Regions from separate parts of the Sus scrofa genome. Here region 1 is linked to region 2. A link is a contact called in public Hi-C data. All regions are on one chromosome and are shown on one strand. Each heading gives the region's core, a stretch centred on a gene start, on an enhancer-like site or on the middle of the called end of the contact. The rest is flanking DNA. Distances are from core to core; before and after follow the strand shown.

Evidence for each region. A called contact is a pair of places that touch in the nucleus more often than the background predicts.
Region 1: a Hi-C map of embryonic fibroblasts shows a contact between it and region 2, with 4 times the contacts expected there. The contact joins the promoter of KANK3 here to the promoter of MARCH2 in region 2. A contact is called at or near these places in 1 of 5 promoter capture datasets (liver), 16 of 47 Hi-C or Micro-C datasets (adipose tissue, alveolar macrophages, blood and 8 more) and 2 of 2 datasets of contacts at active chromatin or transcription factors (alveolar macrophages and skeletal muscle).

What each region holds. Positions count from the first base shown.
Region 1 is chr2:70,936,035-70,940,415 of Sscrofa11.1, forward strand. It overlaps KANK3 (KN motif and ankyrin repeat domain-containing protein 3), which reads left to right and starts at 2,698. Exons shown (of 11, transcript XM_003123162.4): 1 at 2,698-2,790.
Region 2 is chr2:70,875,058-70,879,444 of Sscrofa11.1, forward strand. MARCH2 (membrane associated ring-CH-type finger 2) reads right to left here and starts at 2,341. Exons shown (of 5, transcript NM_001244915.1): 1 at 2,251-2,341.

The sequences.
Region 1 (4,381 bases), core at 1,448-3,947, 61 kb after region 2:
AGCTGAGTTTCTCAAGCTCACCGCTATTTGACATTCAAGTCAGATAATTCATGGTTGTAGGGGACCGCCCTGTGTATCATAGGATGTTTACCAGCACTCCTGGCTCCACCCCCACCCTAGAGGCCAAGAATGGTTCTCCCCTACTCCATCCTGACAATCAACAATGTCTCCAGGGGAGTTCCCGTCGTGGCGCAGTGGTTAATGAATCCGACTAGGAACCCTGAGGTTGCAGGTTCCATCCCTGGCCTCGCTCGCTGGATTAAGGATCCCTCGTTGCTGTGAGCTGTGGTGTAGGTCGCAGATGGGGCTCGGATCCTGCATTGCTGTGGCTCTGGCATGGGCTGGCAGCTACAGCTCAGATTTGACCCCTAGCCTGGGAACCTCCTTATGCCGCAAGTGCGGCCCTAAAAAGCAAAAACAAACAAACAAACAAACAAAAAAAAAAACCCAAAACAAAAAAACCAATGTCTCCAGATGCTGCCCAATGTTCCTCAAGAGGCAAAATTGCCCCTGGTTGGGAACTGCCCCTCAGTAACTCCTTAAGTTATTCATTTGTTTTATAGGGTTTCTTCGATCTGGCTCTGAGTGTGTGTGCATTTTATTTTATAAAAATTTTTAAAAATTCCAGGGGTTCCTGCTGTGGTGCAACAGGATTGGAGGCATCTCTTCAGCACTAGGATTCAGGTTTGATTCCCAGCTGGAAACAGTGGGTTAAGGATCCAGCGTTGTGGCAGTTGTGGCATAGATCACAATTTCAGTTCGGATCTGATCCCTGGCCCCAGAATTCCATATGCCAAGGAGAGGCCAAAAAAAAAAAAAAAAAAAATTCCAGTGTAGTTTTCATGGGGTAATCGTGACAGAATTCCACAGTTTTTCTGGAAGAAAAAAAAATGCAATGGAAATAGCCCAGGAATTTTGAAAAAGTGGCGTATCAGATATTAAAACATATTCTAAAGCTCCAGTCATTAAAACAGAGTGACACTGGGACAGACAGAAGGAGCTCTGGAATACAGTAATCTTCCTTCAATGTCCCCCCTTTGTCTTTTTAGGGCTGCAACTGTAACATATGGAGGTTCCCAGGCTAGGGGTCAAAACAGAGCTGTAGCTGCTGGCCTACTCCACAGCTACAGCAATCCTGGATGCAAGCCATGTCTGTGACCTATACCACAGCTCTCTGCAAGGCCAGATCCTTAACCCACTGAGCAAGGCCAGGGATCAAACCTGCGTCCAAATGGATGCTAGTCAGATTCATTTCCAGTGAGCCACAACGTGAACTCCCAATGGGCTCCTTTTTATCAGATAAAGTCTAAACTGCTTCAGATGCCCTCTTCTTCCCGTTCCTCCATCCTTCTCCCACCAACACCACAACTTAGTCAGAGTTCGCCATATCTTCCTTCGCACATTTTTTTTTCTTTTTTTTAAGGCCACACATGTGGCATATGGAAGTTCCGTAAGGGTTGAACTGGATCAGCATCTGCAACCTACTCCAAAACTCATGGCAACGTCCCACTGAGTGAGGCCAGGGATTGAACCTGCATCCTCACAGAAGTATGTTGGGTTCTTAACCCGCTCAGCCACAATGGAAATTCCCCTTTGCACCTTTCCTTAAGTGTCAACCCTGCAGGTTGCCTTCCTGACCCTCCAGGTCAGTGATTTGCCCCCTTTTCTCCTCACATTGATTTCATCTCACCCCTGTCACCACTTAATATAAACCGTAAATTGAAAGTCTGTCTCCTCTCAGCTGTGAGGCCCCAGATGACAGGGCTTATGTCCCCCTCAAAGACCTGAACAGTGCTGGGCACACAGTAGGTGCTCAATAAATGCTAAATGCATCTGAAAAAGAAAACAATCTGTAGAATCACTTTAGATCATAATATGTTCCAAATGGGTTAAAGAGGTCAATGTAATTTCAAATCATTCTTTCAACAAACATTTATTAAGTACCTACTGTGTGCCCAGGGCACTGGATAAGGCAACGATCAAAACAAACCAGTTTTCTGTCCTTATGGGGAAACAGATGGCAAACAAGATTTTTTTTTTTTTTTTGGAAGTGTGGAGTTCTTGGCCAGAGATGGAACCTGTGCCAGAGCAGGGACAATGCTGGATCCTTAACCAGCTAGGCCACCAGGGTGCTCCTAGATTCTCCCCCACCCCCCAGATAGTGAAAAAAGCTATTAGGTTCATAAAACAGAGTCACTGGAAAGATAGTGACAGGAAAATATCCGTGTTAGGCCTTTAGGGGACAGGAACGCACAGGTTGAGCCCCCAAAGGTAGGAGAAGGTGGCCAAATGAACAGGTGCAGGGAAGAACAGTTCAGGAATATGAACAGCATGTGCAAAGTCCCTGCGGTAGGAAAGATCCATGGTCAAGGTATCTCACGCAGACAGACATGAACATCAGTCCTTTCAGCTTCCACCCAAAGGATCTTCCAAATACACAAATCCCACCGAGTAACGCTACTGCTTAGCGTCTTCCCATGGCTCACCGTCCCCTGTGGATCAAATCCAAACCCTTTAACCCTGCGCTGGGCAGCACTTGCAGGCTGGGCTTCCTACTCCTGACCAGTCAGCCCTCAGGGACACCCACTCTAGGTTCCGCCCCTAACCACGCCCCACACTCTCGGTTCTCGGCCAGCGCGGCCCACCCTGCCTCACCATTGGAGAGCTCAGAGAGCGTCGGATGCTGGTTGGCTGATGTGGCCGTCAGTTAGGGTCAAGGCCTTGATAACCGGTACCCGAGCTTCGAGGGGGCGGGTTCGGGTGCGGGCGCGGCGGGGGCTGCGGCTTCAGGTAAAGCACCAGCTTGCGCGGCGCTGATGGGGGTCCTGGGCGGGGATCAGGGTACGCACGGGATGGGGTTTTGCGCTTCCAGCCCCTCTGCGGGCTCAGCGCGCTGCGAAGGGGCGGACGCCGTGTCCTCTGGCTGGGACCCCTCCCACACTGGGAACCCCAGGTGGGCAGCAAGCAGAGTCGGGGGGTAGTGCTCTGGATTCGGGAGGTCTCCTTCCTCCCGCCCTTCAGGATCGAAGTGGGGGGGCTTGTTCGCCCCCTAGCGCCCCAACCGACTACGGGACCCTTTCCGAGAATCGCTGCCAGACAGCTTGGGGACCTGGGTCCATACCCTAGCGCTGGACCTCAGAGTGGGGCGGGGGGAGGAGAGATTCGGAAACGGTGGTGGGGGGGGGACGGACGGCCCCCGGGCCAGCAGACAATGGGTAGCGGATGGAACCGCCCGGCGGCGTTTCCTGTAGGAAACTGCTCTGTCTCTGTGAGGCCGTCCTGAGGGGACAGGGGGGTGAGGGGGCGCTGACCTCAGTAAAACCTCCTCAGTACCTCCTCAGCCTCCATCCCCATCTCAGGGGTCTGAGAGTCCTTCCCCGACATTAAGGAGTGCCACCACCCAGAGCCTTAATCTGGGAAGACGCCCCTCCCCAGGACCGGGATACTCACTGCCCGCCGTGTCCCTCACCCCTCAGGTTTCATGATCACAGCTCCGAGTCCCAAAATAGTCCCTGGGGCGGGAGTGGGAGCGTATGGCGTCGACTCTGACGGCCTAATAAGGGGGTCTCAGGCAGAGAATCCGAATCTCGCAGTGACAGCTCGGGCAGGGAGCGGAGGCGAGGGGAGGGCAGTTGCACGCCCCCACTCGAGTGAGGCCGCAGCCGCTGCAGCCGCGGGAGTTTGGGCCTTTTCTTCTCATCAGGGACACACGCAGAGGACAGGCATGAGTGCAGCTGTGTGTGCGACCCCCTCCTGCTCCCGACCCCTCTCAGGGAGTGGAGGGCTGTTTATAGAAAGCTGTCAAGTGGAATGGCCAATGCAGAAACACTGGCGAAGCTGCCTAGGTTCATATCCTGCTTCTGCCCATGTTTGACCTTGGGTGGGTCATTAATCTCTGTGTCTCAGTCTCTCCATCTGCACAATGGGGGAAAGAATAATAAGAAAATCTACTTCAAAGAGTTTACCTAGGTGTTTTTGTTTTTGTTTTTTTGTTTTTTAAGTTAACACCCAACTGGGAGTTCCTGTTGTGGCTCAGCTTGTTAAGAACCCGACCAGTATCCATGAGGATTCAGGTTCCATCACTGGCCTCGCTCAGTGGATTAAAGGATCCAGTGTTGTCACAAGCTGTGGTGTAGGTCACAGATGTGGCTTGGATCCAGTGTTGCTGCAGCTGTGGTGTGGGCCAGCAGCTGAAGCTCCAATTCAACCCCTAGCCTGGGAACTTCCATACGCTGCAGGTGCAGCCCTAAAAAAGAAAAAGAAAAAAGTGTTAATATCCATAAATCGCTTAGAATAGAGGCAAGCTCATAGTAAATGGCAAAAGTATTGTTGTTATTTTTTTACCATTCATTTTTCAAGCCAGCCTCAGGGTCCAGCTGCT
Region 2 (4,387 bases), core at 1,091-3,590:
TTCTTAGTCTGCTGAGCCACCAGGGAACAGCTAGCAGGTACTGTTTATTAAGTACCTACTGCAAGCTGTGTACTGGACTAAGCTTAATGAACTCAAACAGTTGTTTTAAGTGTCTCCTTCAAAGGTCACCTCCTCAGAGAAGGCTTCCCTGACCACCTCAGCCAAAGTGCCATTGGTGTCCACATTATTGCCATCACAAAATGTGCCCCTCTCTGAAATGTTCTTATTTCTTCATCTACTGGGTTGGTTTGTTTTGTCTTTTTAGGGCTGCACCCTTGGCATATGGCAGTTCCCAGGCCAGGGGTCCAATCAGACCTGCAGCTGCCCATCTACACCACAGCCATAGCAACACAGGATCCAAACTGTGTCTATAACCTACACCGGGGCTCACGGCAATGCCAGATCCTTAATCCACTGAGCAGGGCCAGGGATCAAACCCACATCCTCACAGATATTACTCAGGTTCATAACCCACTGAGCCACAATGAAAACTCTGAAATGCTCTTATTTCTTTGTCTACTGGTTTGACCATGTCTGCCTTCTACTCATTGGTCATCTCCAGTGCCTGGCCCTGTGTCTGGCAGAGAGTTGCTGCATTCATTTCTCAGTCCCTATTCTGTGTAAGAGCAGGGTAAGAGAGCCAGGTCTCTTGCTCCCCAGACACTGGTCTGAAAGAACCCATGATGGGAATCAGAGATATTTAAAGGCTAGATATCTGTGAAGACCACAGAGGCTTGGACTTGGAAGAGGCCAAACTCAAGGCTGGATGCAAGGATAGGGTGGCTGCAGGCTGGACTTGGCTCTGAGGCTGCTGGAATGGGAGAGCGAATCAAACTTGGCCCAACAACTGGAGATGGATTTCATTAAGTCTTCACAACAAACCTATGACCTAAGTCCAATAATTACCTCCATTGGATTGGTGAGGAGACTGAGGCTCAGAGAGGGGCAACTACTTGCCCAAGATCTCACAGCTAAGACGGACAGTGTCAAGATTTGAACTTCATCTAGTGAGTGGTTCTGGGACTGAAAAGACCTGGGTTCTTTTAGGTCCTGACTCTGTTGCTGATGCTGTATCTCCTGGGACAAGTCACTGAGCTTCTCTGGACCTCATCCTTCCCCTCTGTCAGATAAGTTTGCAAAGCTAGTGGACTGTGTCTGCTGAGGGGTTTCCTGAGAAGAAGCTCCCAGGTTCAATTCCTCCAGCAAAACTTGCCCTGGGCTCAACCTTTCCACACCCACCCAGCCTCCTTTATTTGAGGGCAGGAAACTGAGGGAAGAAAAGTCAGAGGACCCTAACTCCCCACAGTATCATCTCAGTACAGCTGCTTCACTCTCTGGGCCTCGGTTTTTCTCTTCTGTATAATGGGGGTTCCAGCTCTTACACGCATAAATAAGAATGAGTTGATAAATATTAGCTTTTAGTTTAATTACTGTCATCAGCATATAGAGCTGTTGACAAGGTTTGATGAGACAAGGCACAGCCAGTGCCTGGCATACAGTAAGCACTCAACAAATGCTCATTAGTTTGTTGTTGTTGTTGTTGTTGTTGTTTTAGGTTAAATGTGGAGCCTAAGAAATGCATTCATTTTTCTTCACTTACCACAGAGAAGCTCCCATGTGCCCTTCAGTACTTGCATGGCCCTGTACCGAGGCCAGGTTCTAAGCCCAGCTCTGATCTTTAGTTGTTTTGTAGCCCTGGGCAAAAGACTAGACCACTCTGAGCCTTGATTTCTTCATCCATATAGCAGGAAACATTTTTAGTACTTCTACCTAATATTGTCCCTAGAGGACAAAATGAGCTAATCCTATAAATTCTGGCTATCCCGTTTTGAGCACCCTCTAACAGCCAGGCACTCTGCTAAGCAAGTGCCTGTGTTATTCTATTTACAATTTCCTCTGAAAAGGAGGTTGGGGAAGGTGACTTGTCACTTACTGATCGCCTACTGTGTGCACAGCGCTTTCCTCATTTGCCACCTCCGGAATCCTCCCAACAGCCCCATTAGGTTGGCGCTGGGATGACCCGGTTTCATGGATAAGAAAATCCAACTCAGAGAGACACCTACTGTGTGTCCGACTCCGGGGGACCTCCTGCCGTCTCCGAAAGGGAAATTGCGATCCCTTAGTCCCTGGGAAGGCTGAGGCCGAGGGTCCGACTCCGGCGGTCCCGCCTGGGGGTCAGGCTCGGGCCTCAAACTAGGGGCCGGCCCGCGGATCGGCACCCCCTGGTCCCATCCTCTCGCCCGTGCCTACCTGATCCGCGGCCGGGCCGGGCAGCCGCGCAGGCCCCTCCGCTCGCCCCGGCCCTGGTCCCGGCCCGGCCGGTCCCGTCAGCGCCGCTAGCTCCGCTCCGCCGGCACCTGCGTCCGGACACCGCCCGCCGAGCCGACGGTGCCACGGACCAATGGCGACCGCCTCTCGTCTATGCTGGCCAATTGCCTTGCACGTCCCGCCCTAGGAGGCGGGGTCAGAGGCGACAGGGACGTCCTGGGCCGCACAGGCTCCGCGGCGCAGGAGCTACTGGCTCCGCCCCTGCTGCGTCCTGGCTCCGCCCCAGACTCGGCCCCGCCCCATCCTGACTCCGGGTACCCGCGGGGCTGGTGGCGCCACCTGCAGACGACTAGAGCTTGCTGATAAATAAAACCGTTACAAAATTCAGCTTGACACAGGCAAAGGGATTTGTAAGTGTCAATCACCTCCTTTAAGCTCCTTATCAGTCCTGGGGGAGGGATGAAACATCCGATCACATTTTACAGAGAGGAAGCAGAAGTCTAGAGAGGGGACCTGGAAGGTCAAAGCCAATCTCATTTATTCATCATTCACATTCATTAATGCATGTAATAGATTCATTCACTAGATGTAAAAAACATCCATTGAGAGGGTCTATTACGAGTGGGACACTGTGCTAGGCGCTGTGGACGCAATGCTGAGTAACGCAAATATTATTGCCTTCTGGAACCTCAACCTAGGGAGTGAGACAGACATTAAACAGCCAGTTACGTAATTATTTAACTACGAAGGTGGTAAATTGTAGTAAGTGAGGGAGGCATATCATGGACTATTTGGAAAGTCCAAAAATACTTGAACTGACAACTAAGGTGTGAGTAGAGGTTCACAAGGAGAAAAGAGGGGGAAAGAATCCTAGGTAAATTTCAGCACATGCAAAGAGCCTGAGGTGGGATGGAGAATTGTCTCAATACTCCTTTCTCCCCCTTCCTCACCTTTGCTGAATATGTAAATCAGCTCAATTACATTAGGTAAGTTCTTTCATGTTGTACTTATATTTTTCAAAAGTGAAATGATAAATTATAACATTTTTAAAAAGATCACCTATAGAAGGAAGTAGAATAGAGGAAACAAAGATAGAAGCTAGATACTTTTTTTTATTGTTTTATGGGCAGACCAAAGGCAGAGGGAAATTCCCAGGCCAGGGATCAAACCCACACCACAACAGTGACAATGCTGGATCCTTAGCCCACTGGGCCACAGGAGAACTTCATGGCCTTTTTCTCATGGTAGCAAGATGGTTGCTGTGGCTCCAGGCATCACATCATCAATGAAGGCAGGAAAAAGGGAGTGGCATGGAGGTCTCAGCCCTGCCTGTCTCTTCTATAAGATGATGGTTGATAAATGATGATATTTCTAATTCCATCTTTTCGTACTTCCTTACTAGTTTAACAAGGTTCCCCAGGGTGGCATTTTCTTGAAATTTTACCTGTCCCAGTTCTGAAATCAACCATTTCTCCAAGGACTTTTCCTTCTTTTCAGTGGAGAATACTATTTAGAAACCAAGATCAGGGTGTCAGTTGTGCTCATTACTACCATTAATTCTTTTTTTTTTTTTTTTAGGGCTGCACCCATGGCATAGGGAAGTTACCAGGCTAGGGGCTGAATTGGAGATGTAGCCACAGCAATGCCAGATCTGAGCTGCTTTTGCAACATACACCACAGCTCACGGCAACACTGCATCCTAAACCCACTGAGCGGGGCCAGGGAGCAAACCTGTGTCCTCATGGATAATAGTCAGGTTCGTTACCTCTGATCCACAACAGGAACTCCACTACCATTAATTCTTGCCTCTCTCATTGTGATATGTATGTACCTATATTAACTTATCTCTTTAAATCCAGAAGTGCACACGAATACCTCTAATTCTAACTCAACACCAAGGTTCATTTCAGTCCATTTACGTGTTTCTAAAGTCCTTCCGTGACTATGAAAAACCTGGTTCCCAGGATCCTTAGTGCATTTGCTCATTCCCCCCTTCCCTTCTCCCCAGTGTGTAACCAAATTCCTAGATATACTGGCCAAGACTCAGTCCCAGAAGATATAAGCCTCTTGTTTCATTCCACCCACACTGGGCACAATACTGGAAAGTTTGGCTGCAATA